Linked DNA regions of Danio rerio: region 1 is linked to region 2. The links are chromatin contacts, called in public HiCAR-type maps. All regions are on one chromosome and are shown on one strand. Each heading gives the region's core, a stretch centred on a gene start, on an enhancer-like site or on the middle of the called end of the contact. The rest is flanking DNA. Distances are from core to core; before and after follow the strand shown.

Region 1 (5,882 bases), core at 178-2,677, 63 kb after region 2:
GGCATGTCTGATATCACAGAACTCATAACGTCCTATACACTTGGGGTGACTTTGTTAATGCCTCCCATTGACTTTGAATACAGTGACATTAAGCATTGCAGAGTTGCATTGCCACCATTGCTGACTGCAGAAGTTAAAATACGTCATCGTGGAGACGTCATCCAATCAGATTGATTTATGCAAATACTAGTGCAGATGTGGTTGGCGTGGTGGTGCCGTGGGTAGCGCTGTTGACTCACAGAAAGAAGGTCGCTGGTTCGAGCCTCGGCTGGGTCAGTTGGTGTTTCTGTTTGGCGTCTGTTGCTCTGGTTTCCCTCACAAGTCCAAAGACGTGCTGTAGGTAAATTGGGTAAGCTTAATTGTTCATAGTGTATGTGTGTGAATGAGTGTATGGGTGAGTGAGGGAGAGTGTGTTTTGGACGCAGCCACCTGCTTCATTTCTAAATGAATCATTGATTTTGAGCAAAACAATGAATGATGTATGAAGACGGAGATTTGCCCCCACTTTATTTGACATTTTTATTCTTTTCTTTCCTGTAAAAGGCCTAAGCCAATTGAGGTACCAAGCACAAAATACACATATAAAATATAGTTTAATTATTATTATCTTTAAAAAAAAATATTTAAAAATAATATTTTAAATCTCTCCTTATCTATGTACAGTCAGAATTATTTATTACCAATTTTTTTTTCCCTTTTTTTTAAATATTTCCCAAATTATGTTTAACAGAGCGAGGACATTTTTACAGTATATCTGATAATATATTTCTTCTGGAGAAAGTCTTATTTGTTTTATTTTAGCTAGAGTAAAATTTATTTTTACTTATTTTTATTTATTTTTAAAGAACATTTTATGGTCAAAATTATTCGCCCCTTTAAGCAAATTTTTTTTTTCGATAGTCTACAGAACAAACCATATTTATATAATAACTTGCATAATTACCGTAACCTGCTTTGTTAACCTAATTAACCTGGTTAATCCTTTAATTGTCACTTTAAGCTGTATAGAAGTGTTGAAAAATATCTAGTAAAATAATACTTATTGTCATTATGGCAAAGATAAAATAAATCAGTTATTAAAAATGAGATATTCAAAATATTATGTTTATAAATGTGTTGAAAAAATATTTTTTTCTGTTGAACTGAAAATGGAGAAAAAAAATAACTGACTTTAACTGGATATCTTTTCCTAAGTTATTATTAACCCAATTTAGCATATGTGTGAGGTGTACAAGCCTTGCCTTGATTTGCTAGTCACATATTTGTTCTTCATTTATGTTATTTTGTACATTCCAGAGTTGGGCTGTTTCATGTTTTATCCTGTTGAATGCTCTGTTCTGATGAGCATCGTATTGATGGAACTGTACAACTCCATGTTTGGGAGTTGGGAAACTGATAGGATCAACCACCCAGCAATCACACCTGTTTTATTGCGCCCTGTAGACATTTGGCGGCTTTTCGCTGTGTTTTGAGTCAGTGCGTTTGTTTTTATGTGTTTGTAACAAAATACGATGACACCCCAATGAGTTTGTACCTTGAATACACATACACACACACATTTTTGGCAAGCCCAGACACACATTTCTAATGCTGCAGAATGTTAAGGATGTGCTGCTTGTTGTGTTTAATTAGTCTGACCTTACTGTCGTGGCCTTTGGCTTCGAGACAAGTGTGAAGGTTGTGTGTGGCGAATGAGGAATCTTTCACTCACAGTGGATTCTGTGTGTGGGTTTAAAGGTGCAGTTGGCCAAATGACACGGTGCTCCTAAAGTTTACCTCACAGAATTAAAAGAAAGAAATGGTTATCCTGAGGCTTCAAAAACATGTGCTGCTCACACATACGTGCCAGACTTGAATAAGCATGGAAAATTTGAGGGAGGACGTCGCAGCAGTCTTCAGCCTGTGCACGTCTCTGTTGAGGTTGATTTCTGTTGATTCAGTCCAGTGGAATAGAAACTTACCTCAGTTTATTCTAGAATCAAATCTGGATTTTAAAGGCTGTTTAGGAAATAAAGTATATTCTAGATTTTATGTGAGATTCTTGCATGTTGTTTATTAATAGTTAATGTAGATTTTGTTTATTATTCAAGATATTGCAAATTTTTTTCTGTAGTCATTCAAAAACATTCTTAGAGGGGGCTATTAATAATGACCCTAGCATTTATGACATTTTTAAGTATAAAATATTTATTTTTTTATTATTATTATTATTATTAATTATTAAAATAATAAATTATAAATTATATATATTTATAAAATAATAAATTATCCAACCTGAAATCTCACACAGAATTTTAAGACATTTTAAGACTAGACTTGATTAAGTGGTTTTTACCTGATGTTGTTTTGGACATACAAGAATAACCCATGTTTTTTTGCTCCAAGGTGAAAACCCTATTTAGTGTATGTACTGCACAATTCCCCTTACTATAAAACACATTTTACTGGACTGTCCTGCTTGTGCAGAAGACTTTTTTAAATGAAATTAACTCTTTTAAGGACATTTTTAGCAAAGTGACACCAGAAAAGATTTTAGAGTTTTTATCATGTATTAACACTAAAACTCTGTTTGTTGATTTTTTTAATTGTATATTTATTATTGAAATGTTCCTGCCATGAAAGTAGCCTTGGTTGCTCACTTGGCATTAAATAAAAAAAATTGCATCATCTTCCAGACACACTAAAATAAACAAATAAAGCTAAATGTATTAAAAATATAACAAATATATTTTAGGAAATCAAAAAAAAAAATCTGTTTTTTATCCTTGCTTTTTTTTAAATGATTTTGGAAACGAATTAAACATTTCACTGGAGGGCTAAAAATTTTGTCTGTTTATTTTATTTTTATTTTATTTTGTTTTATGAAAATGTCTCCCCTAGAGTATTTGAGTTGTTTTTCATACAATATTTGATTTCTACTTTATTTTAATAACTGAAAATGACAACATTGGTATATATGTGCATGGTGTTTAAATTTACATTCTATATCTATTATTATTTTTATTTTAATCTTTAGTGATTACTTCCACTGATGCATTCAAAATTTTGTGGCAGGTTCTACTGGATCTATAAATAGTGAGACGCTTCCTAGACTCAATTCAACATTTAATTCATTACATTATGCGGTGTCATAACAAAATTGCTCTCTGTTACTCTTTCTAAAATGGGTTTCTTCCCATAAGGAGTATGCTCATGCATTACACTGTGTACTCTTAATAGATTGATGTAGTGTTACAAAATTTGTTAGTAGGAAGAGTCTCATCAAAATGTTTGTGCGAAGGTAGTCTCAACAAAAAATTTTTCAAGATGCAAGGTAATTTTACATTGTTCTGAAATACTACAACAGATTTTATACCAGCTTTTATGTCCAGTAGCCAATGTATGTTGGAAATACACTACTAGTACTTAGCTCCATATTACTCTTAAAGGAACACTCAGTTTAATGGAAGGCTCAATTTACAACTCCACTAAATGAGCTTTTAGCTAAGCTTAGCACACATCATTGAATTGGACCAGTAATATCTTGCTCAACTCAAAACAAAGAGTTTTGATAATTTGTTACTATTTTTGAAACCATTCTGCTGATCTGGGTTTGGTGGCAGCACTTTTAGCATATTTTAGCTTGGCATAAGTCATTGAATCGGATTAGACCATTAGCGTCTCACTCAAAAAAAATTTTTATAATTTTCCTATATAAAAATTTCCTCTTCTGTAGTTACGTTGTGTACTAAGACCAACAGAAAATGAAACGTTGCTGTTTTTTATGCTGATATGGCATTTTTCTGTCAGTTTTTGTTCACTTTGCAACTACAGAAGTCAATTGTCAAATAGGAGAATTATAAAAACCTTTTTTTTAACCCTCTCAATGCAGGCGTTGCTGATTTGCAACAGTTAAAAGCATAGATTTTGCCTGTTTCTAAAAGTTTATTTGAGCCTGAAAGGGTTAAATATGAGTGAGATGCTAATGGTCTAATCCGATTCAATTATTTATGCTAAGCTAAAAGTGTTCCCTCCAGAACCATATTGGCTAAATGGTTTTAAAAATGGTAAATTGTTTAACTGTAAATGACTTAAAAATGAGCCTATTTCCAAAAGAAGTACTGTAGAGTGTTCCTTTAAGATTTCCGAAGACAAAATCAGGAATCAGATCTTCCTAACATCCTCATGTCTCCTTGATTCCCCAGGTAACTCTGTCTCATGTTGCGAGCAGTTGGAGAAAGAGAAGGAGGAGGTCCGTGTGACTTTGGAGGCTCTGTTTCAGAAACTTCAGGAGCAGCATCAGTCTGAACTGCAGCAACTGGAGGAGAGACTGAAGGACTTCTACTCTGCAGAATGGGACAAAACCCACGAGGCCTATCAGAGAGAGGCGGATAAATGCAGGGTGCTCATGCAGCAGCAGGTAAGATCTGACCTGTGCTTACTTCTGATTACTTAACAGTCACAACATCTTAAAAGCATTAGTTCACCCAAAAATAAAAATGCTGGTATTAATTATTCAACTTCATATAATTTCAATCGCCTGAGACTCTCATCTTCGGAACACACATTAAGATATTTTACATAAAATCCGAGAGCTTTCTCATCCTCCATAGACAACAACAGCCTATAAAATGAACCCAGAACATTTTCGTGTGACTTCAGTGGTTCATCTGTAGTCATATGAAGCTCCAAGAACACTTTTGTTGGCCAAAAAAACTGTAAATAGAGCTTTGTTTGCCAAGGTTTTCTATTTCTAGTCAGGTTAGCATTTCCTTTTGGCAATAAAACATATTGCAATTAGAGTCAGCAACGCAACAGAACAGCAACGTTTTGTCCATAGTAAATTTGCTCTGCAATCTAAGGGTCTATTCACACTATGCTATCCCAACCGTGCCAGGCCCGTTTACCGGATTGTTTGAGAAGTGTGAGTGCTCTGAATCGGGCTCAGGGTTCATTTGGGCTTTGGCATGGTACGTGCCTGAGCCCGAAACTGAAAGCGAGACTTGACTATTAAGGGTCTGTTTAATATGGATTTAATATTCATTCTTACTGTTCAATGAACGCTAACTGTCATAGTTTATTAAAGGCACAAACCCCTCACTGCACGACAGCTGTGCCTTCAGCAAACCTCCTAATTCCTGCAGCACAAGGTTTATAAGCGTCAAAAGTGGCTGATCTGTTCAGCTAAATATTTGACTGCGGGTCACAGCAGAACAAGTGACTTAAACGATAAAACTGAAGGAATCTCCACTATGCTGAGGGAGAGCGCTTCTCTGCTGAACAGCGCATAATCGATGACGTAAGCGTGCACAGGCCCGAATGTAATGTGAGTGTGGGCCGTTGGGGGAGATGGGAGGGGGGACAAGTGTGCTTTGGCCCGGTTCAAGGCAACTGTACATAGTATGAGTACGCTCTAAGGTGAACATAGGTGAACAAAGTCATTTTTACAGTTTTATTGGGGGCAAAAAAGTGTTCTTGGAGCTTCGTTTGATTACCACTGAAGTCACATGAAATGTTTGACAATATTTTTGGTTTCATTTTCTGGACTTTGAACACTTCAGGACCTTTGAGGAGCTCTCTGGTTTTCTCTAAAACATCTTAATTGTGTGTTCTGAAGATGATCAAAGTTCTCAAGGGATTAAAGAGGTATGAAGGTAAGTAATTATAAACCGAATTTTCATTTTTGGATGAACTGACTCTTTAAATCTAAAAATGAATGCATTTTTGTCCTTTTATTTGCATGTTTGATTGAACCACAGGCTGTAAATAAAAGGCACCAGTAACTGAATCATAATGTTTGCTTTATTTGGCAAAAGCAGACCTATATACAGGGTCATCAATTAACATTATCACTCTTGGTACAAGTAAGCAAGGAAGGCTGTGTCTTTATTGTTTAAACCTTC
Region 2 (5,666 bases), core at 1,050-3,549:
TATCTATCTATCTATCTATCTATCTATCTATCTATCTATCTATCTATCTATCTATCTATCTATCTATCTATCTATCTATCTATCTATCTATCTATCTATCTATCTATCTATCTATCTATCTATCTATCTATCTATCTATCTATCTATCTATCTATCTATCTATCTAAAATTGTATAATGACATGGATATGACCTAGTTGTACTCTATTAAAGGGATAGTTCACCTTAAAATGTTAACTGTCATAATTTACTCACCCTTTACTTGTTTCAAACCTTTATGAGTTTTTTTATTCTGCTTAACACAAAAGAAGATATTTGGAAAAATATTGGATAACTATTAACTTCCATAGTGTCTGTTTTTCCTACTATGGAAGTCAATAGTTAGTTAGTGTTCAACAGAAGAAAGCAACTCATGACAATCTGGAACCAATTGAGGTAGTGTAAATACTGAGTAAAATTTCATATAAACTATCCCTTTAAGGTGGTTTATGAGGACATGATTTGTGTCCTCATAATTCCATATGGTTAAAAATCATACTTTGACATTTAAATAATATACCACTAGTTTCTTGTAAGAGTTGTGTTACGGTAGGGTATAAGCAGTTTTTAGAGCCTTTGGAGAGTCCTCATAAACCATATGTAGAATTAATTGTGTTTGCTAGCAATACATTTTCATGTGAATTGGTAATAAAAACTATTAAACATCTGTAGACACCCTAAGATTATCTTCTCTTTGTATTCCTCACACTCTAAAAAAAATGTTTGTTTGTTCAAACTACTTATTTAATATGAGCTGAAACAACACAATTCTTAAGTTTTTTGGAACAACTTAATTGTTTTATGTTCAATTCACTTACATTTGTAAAAACTAACAAGTTAACTTAATACAGTCATGTTGTCCCAACACAAATCAATTATGTGGAACCCAGCATCTTCAACATGTCTGTAATATTGATAATATATTGATCATATTTATGGTAATTAATGGTCTGCTGTAAGTTATTTTTAAGCTTCAACATGCTGCCTTTTGACATTGGATGTCAGATTTTTTAACTGTTCACTGTTACAGTGTAATGGAAGTTATTCCCATAATTCATGCAACAATTCACAGAAAAAAGCTTCCACTGTTTTGTATTCCACATTCAGTACACACCAAACTAACAATTACCTTTAAACTATAATAACAAAATACACAATGATCTGCAATACAGGTTCAAAGTTTACATTTCCACATTTATAGAACACACAAAGCTTACCCCCACATTTGATTATATAATCTAATAAACAAAATATTTCTGTGATCCGTTCACTGGAGCATGTGGGACTGTTAGTCTTCTGTTTGAAGGCAGAAGGTGAAACTCCCTAAATGAAACATGAGCGGGATCAGACAGAATTTTACCTAATAAAGACATCATGTTCTTGGCATTTGCTTTTTGAAATATTCTCTCAGTTGTTTGGCTAACAAATTTGTGAACAAATATGTTGCCAATCGAGCTCGAAGAACTGTATATTCAAAGATTCCATACTATACAGCAGTCTGTATAACAGATTGCTAAAAAAAGATTCTCTTTGTGCTTGAAAGTTTTGCCTCATTATTGTTAATGAAAGGGTTTTGTAGCTTATATTTAAAAGTCATCTGAATGCATCGTTTCCATGTTTGCAAAATGAAGAAGATACTTTGATTTTACATTGTGAACAGATTGAAATAAAAAATGTTCAAATTCAAAAAGCCTTATTTAGGTTGATCAGAATGAAGAATTATTGTAAAATATTAGTAGTTTAAAGCATGTTTTCTGACTTAAGAACTGTTTTTTAAATGTAAATTGTATTCAAGTTATACAGTCATTTGCCTAATTACCATAACTTGCCTAGTTGACGTAAACAAATTGGCTTTAAATTGGACTTATTATACTAATAGTATTATCTTGAAAAATACCCAAATACTGTGTACTGTCATCATGGCAAAGACAAAAGAAATCAGTTATTAGAAATGAGTTAGGCTAATATTCAGCAAGTCTATTATATTTAATAGCAATTAAGAAACATGAAATTAGCTTTGAAAATGATTTGATGTTTTGTTTTTGAAGCATTGTTGATATTAGCAGTTTAATTAAATACTGCTAAATAATGCTTATATTTTTGCCATGTCATGAGGCAATCCACCAACTAGCATAGACGCATTTTACCTCCCACTCCTCCTCCGGCTTGAAATCAGCCTGTTCTTTGTGTTAAAAGATGACCTCTGGTGTATTCATTAAATGGTTTTTGTGAGCAGAACAATTGGACTCTTGGATTGGACCGTTTAGCATTTGTCTGGAAACACAAGGACACCATTGTGGCAGTAACATTCACTATTGCCTTGCATGTGCCACAAAATGGCCTGAATATCAAAATAAAAGCCTTCTTCTTTAATTAGCTTTTGTCTGGCCTATATTATCACCCACATTTAGTTGCAAAGTGTGACTGACATAATGCAGATTTAACGCAGGCGCAAGATGATCATGGGTGTCTAAACTTTAAAATAAATAAAATACAAGGTGACATGTCCATGCAGGCTGGTATAAACAAGTGTTTCCTTTATCAAAGCAGCCTAACCATTTTCATTAACAAAACAAGAGAGATACAGGAGGACATTTAATGAATTACTGCAATGAATGTTATTGCAAGGCGTGGAGTTTTGGCTGCCAGTAGGGGAATGTTAATAAAGACGATGGACTTTAATATACCGATGACTAACTATTTTACTGAGCAAAACTCCTAAAACTGGGTAGAAAATCGACAGGAGTCTCCAGTCCAAGTCCATCACACTCTACACACACTCTACACACACACATCCTCCTTCTTTGGGGACACAGCACCAAAATAAAAGTCCTTGACAAAAATATGCAAAAATAGAATACAACGCTTATTAAACAAACAACTTCACATTATTATAATAAAAACACAATTACTTGCATATAAAAGCTTACCTTTCTTGACTTTCCCTGCATAGAAAAAGACTTTTATGAGAGCTTGCCAGTAGGGAGCAGTAGTGCTCTGTTTTTTCATCTCCCTACAACAAGGGCATCTATAGAGATTCTGGACTTAAGAACTATTTAAACTCCAAAAAAAGGGAAGCTGAAACATTATTTGAAAAATATTTGGCTTTTATGATATTACCTTATTGCATATACAGTTAAAGTCAGAATTATTAGCCCTCTTTATTTAATTTTTTTTTGTTTTTTGATATTTCCCAAATTATGTTTACCAGAGCAAGGAAATGATCACAGTAAGTCTGATAATATTTTTTCTTCTGAAGAAAGCCTTATTTGTTTTATTACGGCTAGAATAAAAGCACTTTTTTTAAATAAAAAATTTGATTTTTAAATCTAAATTATTAGCCCCTTTAAGCTATGTATTGTTTCGATAGTCTACAGAACAAACATCGTTATATAATAAAAGCCTTTGAATGTCACTTTAAGCTATATAGAAGTGTCTTGAACAATATCTAGTAAAATATTATGTACTGACATCATGGCAAAGATAAAGTAAATCAGTTATTAGAAATGAGTTATTAAAACTATTATGTTGAGAAATGGGTTGAAAAAATGTTCTCTCCGTTAAACAGAAATTGGGGGGAAAAGATTCAGACAGGGCTAATAATTCTGACTTCAGCTATATATTTACAGTATGTAGTTGTAGTGCAATTGTTACTTGTTTATTTGCACATTTACTTATTATTTTAACTACATGTTTGTCATACATTGTCTTGTATTTTGTTTTATTTTATTTATTTATTTTTGTTATTGTGTTTTAAATGATTGTTTTTTTATGTAATTTAATATTTTTTCATGGTCATTATTTTAGAATTATTATAATTACTAAATGATTCTAATTGTGTCATTCATTTGTTTGGTTAATTTAATATTTTATCAATGTTTGATTAATTTATTTTTAAATGTAATCTAATTAATTTATTTATTATTTTTCATTTTATTATTACAATTTTGATTATTTTAGTTGTTTTAGACCGTCTTTTGTGGTAGTATTTGTTTATTAATTAATTCTTAATAAAACATATGCTTATTTGACATTATTTAAGCTAAATTGTGTCATTCGATTGTACATTTAAGCAAGAAGGTCGCTGGTTTGAGTCCCAGCCAAGTTTGTGTCTGTTTCCTCTGGGTGCTTCGTTTTTCCACACAGTCCAAAGACATGCGCTATAGGTGAATTGAAAAAAATAAATTGGTCATAGTGTATGTGTGTGGATGTGAGAGTGTATGGGTGTTTCCCAGTATTGGGTTGCAGCTGGAAGGGCATCCGCTGTGTAAAACATATGCTGGATAAGTTGCCAGTTTATTCCGCTGTGGCGAGCACTGATGAACAAAGCGACTAATCCGAAGGAAAATTAATAAGTTTTTACATTTATTTTCTCCAAACATTTACGCAGACCCCATAGCCTTCAATAGGATTAGGTTAAAAGTTAAACCCATTAAACACAATTGACATGTGCTGTCTTTTCTTAATTCACAGAGCCATTAAAGAGTGTCAGCAAAGTCATGGGTGCCATCGTCTGAACGATCAAAGAAGTAGCCTTTCTATGATGAGAAACACCTTAATCCCTTCTTCTACAAAGTGGAGTATTTCCAGTCCATCAGCAAATTGGATCTAGCTATGGAGGTTTGGGCTGTATGATTAAATCTCAATCCTCGTACCTCATGGAACTACCAACAAACATATCTGAGCTTCCACCTCCTGTGCTTCCCAACAGACCTCAGCATGAATTGTGTCTCCTGTTACGCAGTAATGAGCACAATAACATTGCGTTCAACTCTGAGTCTTCCTCCCTGTCCTCGTCATCGATTTCTCTCCTGTATGACCGAGGTGAGACGTCACCTGACTCCGTGCGCAGCTTGAGTAGTCTGAGCAGTGTCAGAACCGATAGTCCTCTGGATGTGGACATGCCTGAGGCGGAGATGGGAAAAGTAATGGCCAACAGTGATGATTCAGGCATACAGAGCCCAGACTGCAGACCAGACTATGCAGAGGACAACGACAACTCTGTGTCAGTCTATCTGGATGCTAATGAGGACTGCTGGACTGACAACGACAACCATAATGTAACTTCGGTGGTATCGCAGAAGGTCAGTCAAACTGATGGCGATGATACATCCTTGTGCTCTTCAGAAAACGGTGACGATGACACCAAAGATGAGGAGGAAGAAGAAGACTCTTTTCTTTCTTTAGTTTCGGTAGAAGTGATGATGAAGAGCCAAGTTGGAGTTTCAGCTCTGGAGGGCTCCACTGTATCTCAAGTGGCAATACCAAACACTGGTTTACAAGACACATCTGAGGACCTGCAATCGGATGTGTCTAAAGGGTGTTTGTTGAATAAAACCAACAGGGAAGTTGTCTACGAAAAAGGGGAAGTCTCTTTAGCCATTCAAGAAATTGATGTTGTGAATGAGACATTTGCGTCACCTGAAAGTTCTGAGGATATTAATGTCTCCAGTTTCATAATAGGTACCAGATCCATCTTAAAAGATGACATCCAGCAACACTCTGATGAACATCCAGAAGACGTCTCTAAAATGGATGTGGTGTTTGAACCCAATGAGGAAGTTGTCCACAAAAAAGGGGAAGACTCTGTTGAGTCGCCTTTAGCAATTCAAGATATGGATGTTATGA

The links. HiCAR-type assays count read pairs that join an accessible place to other places.
Region 1: a contact with region 2 is called in a HiCAR-type map of caudal fin, with 4 times the contacts expected there. The contact joins two enhancer-like sites. A contact is called at or near these places in 4 of 18 Hi-C or Micro-C datasets (caudal fin, embryo and skeletal muscle) and 3 of 4 datasets of contacts at active chromatin or transcription factors (caudal fin, embryo and gastrula embryo).

The regions. Positions count from the first base shown.
Region 1 is chr1:18,148,079-18,153,960 of GRCz12tu, forward strand. It overlaps mtus1b (microtubule associated tumor suppressor 1b), which reads left to right. Exons shown (of 16, transcript XM_073949991.1): 10 at 4,185-4,399. Among named protein-coding and RNA genes, the nearest start is that of pcm1, 14 kb to the right of the region's middle. Within about 2 kb of position 1,428, at least 2 of the 62 cell types and tissues checked have an H3K27ac peak or open chromatin away from gene starts, as enhancers often do. A contact at or near this core is called in caudal fin, where this site is marked.
Region 2 is chr1:18,083,717-18,089,382 of GRCz12tu, forward strand. It overlaps mtus1b (microtubule associated tumor suppressor 1b), which reads left to right. Exons shown (of 16, transcript XM_073949991.1): 3 at 4,512-5,666. The coding sequence starts at 4,670. Among named protein-coding and RNA genes, the nearest start is that of mtus1b, 27 kb to the left of the region's middle. Within about 2 kb of position 2,300, at least 8 of the 62 cell types and tissues checked have an H3K27ac peak or open chromatin away from gene starts, as enhancers often do. A contact at or near this core is called in caudal fin, where this site is marked.